Regions from separate parts of the Mus musculus genome. Here region 1 is linked to region 2. A link is a contact called in public promoter capture Hi-C data. All regions are on one chromosome and are shown on one strand. Each heading gives the region's core, a stretch centred on a gene start, on an enhancer-like site or on the middle of the called end of the contact. The rest is flanking DNA. Distances are from core to core; before and after follow the strand shown. Region 1 has its middle 65 kb from the start of 1700057G04Rik. Region 2 holds the start of Plscr2 (phospholipid scramblase 2).

The links. Promoter capture Hi-C pulls out the DNA fragments that hold promoters and counts their contacts.
Region 1: a contact with region 2 is called in a promoter capture Hi-C map of the HPC-7 cell line. The contact joins the enhancer-like site here to the promoter of Plscr2 in region 2. A contact is called at or near these places in 11 of 39 promoter capture datasets (the 3T3-L1 cell line, 3T3-L1-derived adipocytes, the C10 cell line and 7 more), 2 of 15 datasets of contacts at CTCF or cohesin (CD8 T cells and the G1E-ER4 cell line), 20 of 484 Hi-C or Micro-C datasets (the 63-12 cell line, the AML12 cell line, the Ba/F3 cell line and 15 more), 7 of 115 datasets of contacts at active chromatin or transcription factors (CD8 T cells, the HPC-7 cell line, bone marrow-derived dendritic cells and 4 more) and 4 of 9 other capture datasets (adipose tissue, liver, macrophages and 1 more).

Annotation. Positions count from the first base shown.
Region 1 is chr9:92,372,048-92,376,983 of GRCm38.p6, forward strand. No RefSeq gene overlaps it. Among named protein-coding and RNA genes, the nearest start is that of 1700057G04Rik, 65 kb to the left of the region's middle. Within about 2 kb of position 2,749, at least 88 of the 459 cell types and tissues checked have an H3K27ac peak or open chromatin away from gene starts, as enhancers often do. A contact at or near this core is called in the 63-12 cell line, the AML12 cell line, the Ba/F3 cell line and 11 more, where this site is marked.
Region 2 is chr9:92,272,341-92,277,116 of GRCm38.p6, forward strand. It overlaps Plscr2 (phospholipid scramblase 2), which reads left to right and starts at 3,262. Exons shown (of 8, transcript NM_008880.3): 1 at 3,262-3,673. Plscr1 (phospholipid scramblase 1) reads left to right here. Exons shown (of 9, transcript NM_011636.2): 9 at 1-221.

The sequences.
Region 1 (4,936 bases), core at 1,499-3,998, 99 kb after region 2:
TTTGGTCTGGAGTGTGAAGGATGCAAAATCTTAAATAAGTATATAATTGTGATTCACAAAAGTTGGAAGAGAGGTAAACAATAGCCACAGGAATCCAATAGAGAGAAATAACAATAATAACTAATCATTTAAGGAGTCACAAGCATGGAGCTAAAGCCTAAACATGAGGTCCCACCACAGACCATCTGAGCCAGAAGATCCAGTAAAGAGTGTTGGCAATCTGCGTTAGATCAAGCTCACAAGCTATTCTGCTGCAAGTTTAAATTAAGTAGATCCTGGGTTAAACAATGACTTTGCCATGTAAGGGGGTACTTAAAGGAATGCTATAGCTCTATAGTATGGTCACAGGTATCTACGAAGTATACTGTTGATTACAAAAAGTAACTGATAAGTAAATCATATTCTAGCATGCATATTCATGATGTATACACATTTGCATATGCTTGGTATAGCTCTAGGTGTATGTGTGTGTGTGTGTGTAAGTGTGCACATGTGTTGGGAGGTAAATGAATGTGTTTATGTGCATGGGTATGCATATATGTATGTGCATTGTGTGTAAGTGTGAATGAGTGTGTGAGTATATATGAATGTCTATGTCTTTCTTTGTATGTTTGCATGTATGTGTATGAGAGTGTATATGTCCTGGATTTTAGCGTTAAACTCAACCCTTTAAAATATATGAATAAACAGGGTTTTGTTGGCATATTTGTTTTAGCTACTTTTCTGGGTTATTATATCTCTCACCCTTCAACCCTTATTTCACCCTCATCCCTTCCAGGTCCCCCAACACTAGGTAGGAGAGAAAGAAGGTTAGAGGGATAAGGGGACATAGATCTCTTTAGACTACTTCCTGCTAATTAATGCCCCTGAATTGGGTTCCTGGCAACTCCAATCCTCCTCTTCAGGATACCTCCAACTTCTTTTCTTCAATCCTCAATAACAGCAACCAGGAGCAGGGGGAGCAGCAGGTCCTCTCAGGGCTCTCACATTTAAACTCTCTCCAGCCTCCCCAGAATTAAACTATCTGCAGCTGGCAAAAATCATGCTCCCTTAGAGCCAATTATAGTTAATGGTTGTAGACAAACTGAAACAACCCAGATCCCACACCTTGGATTAAAACAAAAACATTCACATAAAATAATTGGGAATTTTAAAGATACCAAAATTCCCGCTACAGGTTTTTCAGGTAAGCATGTTTCTACAATTTGCATTTACAAATAGTTTCACTGTATATTTCTGTTTTCATTGTATAACATTGTTGGCGTATTTGCTGTTCATGCGTTTAGAACATATGCAATAATAACCTCTTTATCATTTCTAGAATTTAGGGTTTTTTCATGCTTACTTTAATAGAATGTATTGATTTTTTTTTTTTTTAGATAATTGGTTCTTGCTTCACTTATTTTCTACTTGTTGCTGTTCAGCACAAATTTTAGTGATTTCTTTCTACTCTATTATTTTTTCCTCTATAACTGTTTTCAGGGTATTATATTGAAATTTTATCATTGGATTTTAATCTTTTTCACTTCTCATAAAAAGAACTTAATGACATAGGTATACATTTTTATTTGATTACCTGTGCATTTAAAGAGCTCTGCTTTATTCCTTTGAAATACTAATTCTTCTTCAATTGATTTTTTTTCTATTTAAAAAGATACTTAATTTCAGGAGATGGTAACAAATGTTGTCAATGCCTTGAAAAGTAGAATTTCCTGTGCTGTCAGGAGTGTTGACCTCTCCATAGCCTTAGTTCTTGCATCACCTAGCATCTGCAGAAAATTTCCCTAGGTTGACTGCTGCTGGCTGCCAGAGGTTTTGTATCCCAGCACTGTTGTTCCTTAGGAGCTCCTAAAATTCACGGTGTCCTTGAAATTTCTTTCTGGCGGAAGAGCTCTGCTGCTACAGTACTACGTGGGTGAAAGTTTTACTCCAGTTACGGCTGTTAAGCCTGCCTCTCTGCAATCAAGATAATAAATCTCAGTGTAGTCAAAAACAGGAAAGACATTATAAAGAACCATGAGGTTGTCATAGGAAAGTATTATGAAGCTATAAAGACAAAGATAAGAAAGGGCACAGCATACCAGCAGAGGAGGAGCAGGGGGAGAGGAGAAGCAGGTAGCAGAGGGAGGAGGTGGGGAGAGAAGGAGTGATGAAGGGAAGAGAAGGAAGGGGAGAGGAGAGAGAAGAGACCATATTTTATTCTAAGTATTCCATAGACTGTGTTCAGTCATGTACCTAGGGGATCTTCAACCATGTGTCCAGGTAGGGAGAGTAATAGAAGCTAAACCTCATATATACAGGTAAACCTTATAAGCACAGACCAAGTACAGCTAGAATAGACATTAACACATAAGGAGTAGTTCATGGGATGGTTGAGGGCCAGGGCTACAAGGTTCTGTAGGGGCTCTCCAGGCCCAATGTAGTGCTAGGGAAAAACTCTAGTGAAAATTGTTTGACACAAACACAGTTTATCAGCCATGCTGCAGGGGCAGGAGGAACTGGGGGGAGATTCCTCCTTTTCACTGGCGTCTTTACGGTGCCCCCATAATGTATGACATACTTACATTAAAGGTTGTTTTCCTCTAGTCCCTTTTATATGGGTGTGACATCTTCTAGGCCTCGTACCCCACAGTGGAAGCTAAAGTCTAATTGTATGCCAGTCTCAGGAAGGGCTTGCCTATGGTGCAAAGATTTGTCGTCTTGTGTGCCAAGTGCACATTCATGTGGTTTAGTTAGCTTGTCGACCATTGGCAGCTGCTACCACACTCTCTCCAGCAACTCTGAATGCTGGCCTTTGTACTTAACACATTATCCAGTCTCTGTCTTCCCTCCCTTCCCCCACTCCTTCATCCCTTCACCCTCCCTCTTTTCCTCTCCCCCGGTTCTCACAGTGTACTATGCCCTTTGGCACCCCCCCCATTGGCTTCATAATACTTTCCTAGCATAACCACATGCTCTTGCACCTTTAACACATGTTTCCTATTTCAGCTTACATTTTATCTCTTGACTGACCAGACACTTACGTAACTGTTCAGAGAGGAAGAGGTCAGGCTATCTTTGAAAGTACAAGATTACGGTAGGCGAGTGGGCACTTTATAGCAGAAGCTCAGCATTTCCTTCCCCAGCAGCATCATAAAAATGACGGCTCCTGGTGACAGCAAACTGGAGGTCCTCCCATGGCATCATGAGTGGGAAGGACAATTAGCCAGACTACTGGGGGTGGATTTTAGAGTTTTGTCCCATTCTTTGTGTGTGTGTGTGGGGGGGGGGGAGGTTGAGACTCAGATTCTAATTGCCTTCTAAAGGCCAAGGCTCTAATAGCATTGGCTGTGGAACTATTATTGGCTTTGGATAGCAATTGTTAGATTGTTAAATTTTTGTGTTTTGAACATTTCGTGTGTGCTTATAATGTGTTTTAATCAAGAACCCCCTTTCTTTCCTCCACCCGGTCTCTTCCCTATGCCCCCCACTGCTATTCTCGCCCAATTTCATGTGTTCTTTTTTAAAACCTTAGTGTTGCGGGTATGTACATGGTTGTGGAGCCATCTACTGGACCATTGGAAGCGTCTAAAAGACAACCTTGAAAAAAGTGGACCTCCCCTCTCCCAGAAACTTCATTGCAACTAACTCTTCAGCCAGAGCTCGTGGGGGTGGGGTGGGGAGTGGGGTGGGGTGGGGCGGGACTTCATGACCTCCCCATTTACTCACGCTGTGATTTTTATTCTCACTCGAGGTTTTAGAATTGTTTTTTAATGGGCTTCATTCTATGCTTATGAGTATTTTGGCTGCCTGTATATATGTGTAAAATGTGTGTGTCTGGTGCCTTTGCAAATCAGAGGAGGGTATCAGATGCTCTGGAACTGAGTTACAGACGGTTGTGAGTCACCATGTTGACGCTGGGATTCCAGCCCTGGTTCTTTTAAAAGGCAACACATGTTCTTGGCTTCTGTGCTCTCTGCCTTCCTGCTCCCAGCATTTTTTTTAATACATAGGTGCTTTATCAGGAGTGCCTAAAATATGATAAAAAAATTTAAAGGAAGAATATGGTAGCAAAATATAAGACAAAAAATAAAACTAAAGTAGTCGGTGGAACAAGAATAGATATTAGACGAAAGAAGAGCATTTAAGCACAGTCATGACATTAGAGTTCTTATGGTAAACATTCTATTGAAACAAGAATTGAGAGCAATTTTAAATGAGCATGTCCCTAAGACCTCCTCACACTATGACAATAGATGTTGGAAGATGACAAGGTCATCAACGTAGTTAGAAATTTTATGACATCTTTAACTTTCATCAGATAAAAGAGCTAAAATAATCAAATTATAATATCACATGTTCAAATTATTATTAAATTTGAACATCAAAGTCAACAATACTGACTTAGGGAGCATATGTAGAATTTTATACCAAACACAGCTAGATAGCAGAAAATAATTAATTATTTTTCAACGCACAATGTATATATATAATGTGTGTGTGTGTGTGTGTGTGTGTGTCTTATAAAGAGCCAAGAAGAAGCATGTCACCATAAACTCTAGGGAACTGGTACCACTCATATATTGGTTGTCACAGACTATATTAAAAGTTAAATAAAGATTAACGTTTTAAATGTTTTCTACATATAGAAACACGTAAGTATTTTAGGAATTAAAAGGACTTAATTTTAAAAATCAAAATATATAATAATCCAATTATTACCTTTCATAATTGTGATGCACACCTAAAGAGAAAGAAGGTATAGTTGAAAATGCTATTGAAGAAAACTAGAAAATGAATGAGCTAATGCAGATTAGCTAACACAAAAAGTAAATCAAAGGGTAAATACAAAACAAGCACAGAGAAGGGCACCTTGGATCAGTGGGCAGCTGGAGACAGCGTATGGCTTCCAAAGGTCATTTGAAGTGTGTACTTCCTAGAGCAGCATAGTCCTCCA
Region 2 (4,776 bases), core at 2,012-4,511:
CGTTACCTGAGATTTTATGGAGTTGTTCTTTTGAAGAATTTTCAGGGCCTTTTTATAGCTGAGTCTGGAGACAGGCCTGACAAATCAGGAAATTCCCTCTGGCTGAGAATTGCTTAAGGTGATGGCTTTTCTTTCAAGTCAACCCCTAGATCAGATAAGTTTTAGTTTGTGGAAATTGATCTGTTAAAGGTGCCCTTTGTATAATAATAAAGAGCCTATGGAAACAGGGTTTGGGCTTCAGTCCTTAAGAGGCTGATCTCCCTGCCTCTTGAGAAACCAAAATTTATGCTGCACTAGCTCTCTTTTCTTACATCAGTTGCCCCTGAGCAATCCAGAACCTAGGATTGCTAGTGGATAAACAAAACTCCAAAGTCAGCAGTCCGTAGCCTGCTGTGAGTTCTAGATTCTTGGGAAGGGCCTGCATTTTACTTGATAGGAAGAGAATTCCTTCCCTCATTCACGCACTAACTGGTCCTCTAGTTCCTGATTAACCCAAACAAACCTGCAGATGACCAAAGTCCCCATCTAGCTCTTAGGCTGTCAGGGCTCCTTTGTCCCTGTGCCCTGCTCTAATTCCCAGGCTATTCTGGCTCACAAGCCTTGTCCTCCAAACTCCTAAGGTTCACTCTCCCGTTTGCTTTTGGAATTTTCCAAAGACATACCTGGAAGTTTGATTTCCCCGTTAAACCCCTCTACCTACAAAGTGATGGAGTTCTGTGCTTTCCCTGTGCCCTTGCCTACAGTTTTCTCCACCTCTGGGTGTTGCCGGTAGAACCCAGGACCTTTGGGAGAGATGGGCACTCTCCCAATTCAGCTACATCCTTGGCTAAGGTCTTGTTAAGTCCAAAAGTGCTACACGGAGACCACCACTCACAGATGCAATTGGCAAGAGTGTTATTATTTCTAGAGAGCAAGAAGCCTGCATGCAGAGGTCAGCCACTTACAAAAAATAAAAAAAGAAGAGAAAAGAAAGGAAAAAGAAAAAGAGTTGACTCCAGACAAAGGTATGCAGGCCCTTTTCTAGGGGAATTTTCGCTAGTGTTAGGTAATCTAAAGCCTCAATGGTGGGTGTTGGGGATGTTACATGGATTGGTTTGTGACTGGCTTGTGACCAGGTGGTTAGTGGACTGCATTCTTGTGTCATGAATGTTTAACCCCAGAATGAGATACACACAGCATATAAGGCTGCCCAGCACAGATATATCTCCATCCTTGTGGTCATCCCCACGCTGTTTGCCTGGGGGATTTTATGGCCTTGTTCTTGGAATGCATGGCTTTCCTTTTGAAGTCAGGCCTAGTTCTAAAATGGTGTGTATGCCATCTTCTCCATCTGTCAGTTATGAGCACACTCAGTCCTTCCTTCTGCAGTAGCATCTGTACCGTGGCTATGGACGACTGTTTCCATCTAGGGTTCTCCATGGGGTCCATTTTCTATGCCAGTTAAAGAATGAGATAGGTGGGTGGGGGAGGGGGAGGGGCTAGGGGATTTTCGGAGGAAAAACTAGGAAAGGGGATAACATTTGAAATGTAAATAAAGAAAATATCTAATTAAAAAAAAAAGAATGAAATAGCAGGAAAAATTTCAAGCTTGACAAGTACAAAAAGGAAAAATCTCCAGAAAGCAGCTGGACGCAGCCCTTGAGGAGAGGCCTGTACTGGGGGTAAGGAAAATAGATTTGGAGCAGACACACAGAGGAAAGAAAAGACCCTGGAAAAGCAGGAGGGGAAGGGGATGCCCAAGTTGAAAACCCACTTTTCTCAAGAGCTCGTTTTTGTTGTTTGGTTTTTTTTTTTTTCCCCTGAAGAGTCTTCCTCCCCTAGTTCAGGGCTTGTCATTTTAAAGATAGACAGGATGGTGGATCGGTCCACAACTGTTATATAAACATGGCCTGATCTGATCTGGTGAACTTGTCCAGAGAATCCATCAGCAGGGGTGAGGGGATGAGAGGCTAAGGAGAGGAGAAACCCTCTTTGAGGCCCTTGGTTTAGGCTGACTGGTTTTCACCTCTGATCAAGGGTGAGGAAGAAGCCTTTCATTATGTAGTCATGGCTCCCCCGCTCCCCCCCCCCCTTTGTCTGCCTATCAGGAGCTCTACTAGTCCCTCTCTAGAATTTTTATCTGTTGAGGAGTTTTTAAAAATTCTGTAGTCATTTTGTGGGGAGCAGTGAAGGGAGGCAGGAGAAACAGTCCAGCTTTGTGTGAAAGAAAAGCGAACTCAGGAAGTGAGGTGTCTGATGATTAACAAGTACACTTAAAGTTTAGACTTTACTGTGGTTGAGAGGTCACGAAAGCACTGAAAAGGGAGAGTCCAGAGTGCACCACACAGACAGGCTGAGCTGGGCCATGTGAGGAGAGGGGAGGGGAAGAGGAAGGCAGTAGAAGGGAGATAAGAGATGGTCTGCCAACTAAGGAGGGGATAGCCGGGGACAAGAGACTGGCCAAGAGGGTAAAGGATAGACCAAAAAACAAAACAAAACAACAACAACAAACCAAACAAACAAGGAAAACACCTAAAAAACAACAACCACAAACCAAACAAAAAGCAAGGCAAACCAAAAAAACATCCAGGTAACTTACATGATTGGATTTTATAGGGAAGAGCAGCCCAGCCTGTTGGCTGGAGGAGAATTTAGGGTACCAAACCAAATATGGCAGTCAGGCCCTGAAACGGGTAGGGAGTGAGGGATGCAGGGAGAACCAGGTAGCCAGCATTCAATTTCATATGTTAATGGAACTCAGCCCTTTGTCTCTGGTTTGAGACCTACTAAAGAGACTATTTCCAGCTTTTGTACTCAAGCTTGCATACTCTTCTCAATGACTAGAACATCTACAAGACATATATGTTAAAATTAGACTCTGCCTCCAGGTAGACAAAACACAAGCAGTCTTGTGGGTTTGGCTTGATATGACTAGCTGTTGCATCTGGAGAGCACTCTGGGTTGCCGTTCTGGTGCCATGAATATCGAGTGGCAGTATTTAATAAAGCCTCTTATTAAAACTTACCTGTGGTGGTGGTGAATCTCGGAGTGACCCCAGACCCATAACAGTCATAGGGAGACTCCGTCTCAAAGAGGCTCATTCACCTGAATGTGAACAACTGTCCCAAGATTGTGACAAAAATATAATAAGGAAAAATAATATTGGTGGTCCTACCGGCTCCTGCTGGTACTCAGTAGAAGAAGTTAGGCATTTGAGAACTATCGGGATATGCACTCTGACTCTCCTAACACAAAACAAAACAAAACAAAACAAGAAGGAAGGGAAAGCATTCCTGAGTCTCCTTTTGAATCAGTGCCAGCATTTGAAGAATGCAGTGGAGGTCAGAGTAAAGGGAATGCCAGTAAGTGTTCCTTTGGCGTTCCAGAACTGTGCACAGACCAGATATTCATTTCTACTGAGAGCCTCTGCCAGGAGCAGCTAACAATTCTCAAAGGACTTAGAACTCAGACAGGGTTTCAATTTGGTTGCGTATCTTTCCAGTCAGGAAAAGGAAATCTAAAGACTCAGGAAACAAAACCTAAACTGCCTCAAAGTCCAGGTGCTTTTTCTCCCTGACTTTAGTCTAGTGGAGTAGTGCAGCACCTATGCCTTTCTGAGAGGAGTCTGGAGAGCTGAGTCGCTGCTGGTGCTAGGATTCTAGGAATTCGCCTCACTTGGAGCTGCATGAGAAAGGTAAGCCAGATGCCCTCTAAAGAGATCCATGACCTTCACCGGACCCAGAACTTTTATAAGCCCTGCGAAGAGAAATCTGAGGGTGGAGATTTAAGCTGGAAGTTAGGAAAGGTGACCAAGAAGGTGACTGGGAAGGGGAGGTGGGCACACGGGCAAGGGAAGTACCTCTGCCTGGAGAGGTAAAATGTAGTTCAGTCAGGTTTGTCTGTGGGCAGGTAGGAGTTTCGGGTTATTTTCCTGTATCTTGTAACAAGCAGCCAGCCAGTTATTCACTTGTCCAGTGGATATTGCCTTTATGTGTTCTATTTCTTTCCATTTCAAGCCTCTTGGTTGTAAACAAAATTTCCTGTTTTATTAGGAGAAGGCTCTTAACTTATTGGAGGTCAGAGGCACCTCTTGTACTTTTGTAAAACAAACAAACAACCCCGTTAATTTTAGACACAAAGAGGCCGAAAGTACAGCGACTCCTCATGACTGAGTAATCAGACTTTGACAGCTGGCAGTTGGAACCAGTACCTGGGAGGTCTCACACATACGTTCAAGAGTAACTTGGCCCAGATAGCTCACCTCCAAGGGCCACTCTCAAAAGACAGTTATAGCTATAAACCATATTATTTAACAAGCAAGTGGAGTACCCGCATATCTATAGACAAAGCAGGAGCGTTAAGGCCAGTAATTGTTCTTATCGGTTTTAGTTAGACACACATTCCCTTTTAAGAGGGTGTTTTGAGAGTCTGCTTGCCTCTTTCTTGCAGCATATTTTATTAACCTTTTACGAATATCATTTCTGGTCTAGTGACTGCTATTACCTTATGCCTCTGCTTGTTATCCCCCTGGCCAGAGTCTATACCATTTGTACAGGGTGCTTTAAGCCAGGAGCTATGCCACTTATGATACCAAATGAGAAGATAATGGAGTTGCATATGCCATAAATAATACCTGGGAAGTAGTAGATGGCTCTTTTCTACTTATTTTTCTCCTACCTAGCATCCCATACCACATCCTGTCTGAAAAGATCACATGAGGCCCCAGTTCAACTTAATAATACCATTTCACAGTTAAGTGCAATCCTTAATCAAGGCCATCGAGGAGGGGGATTAGAG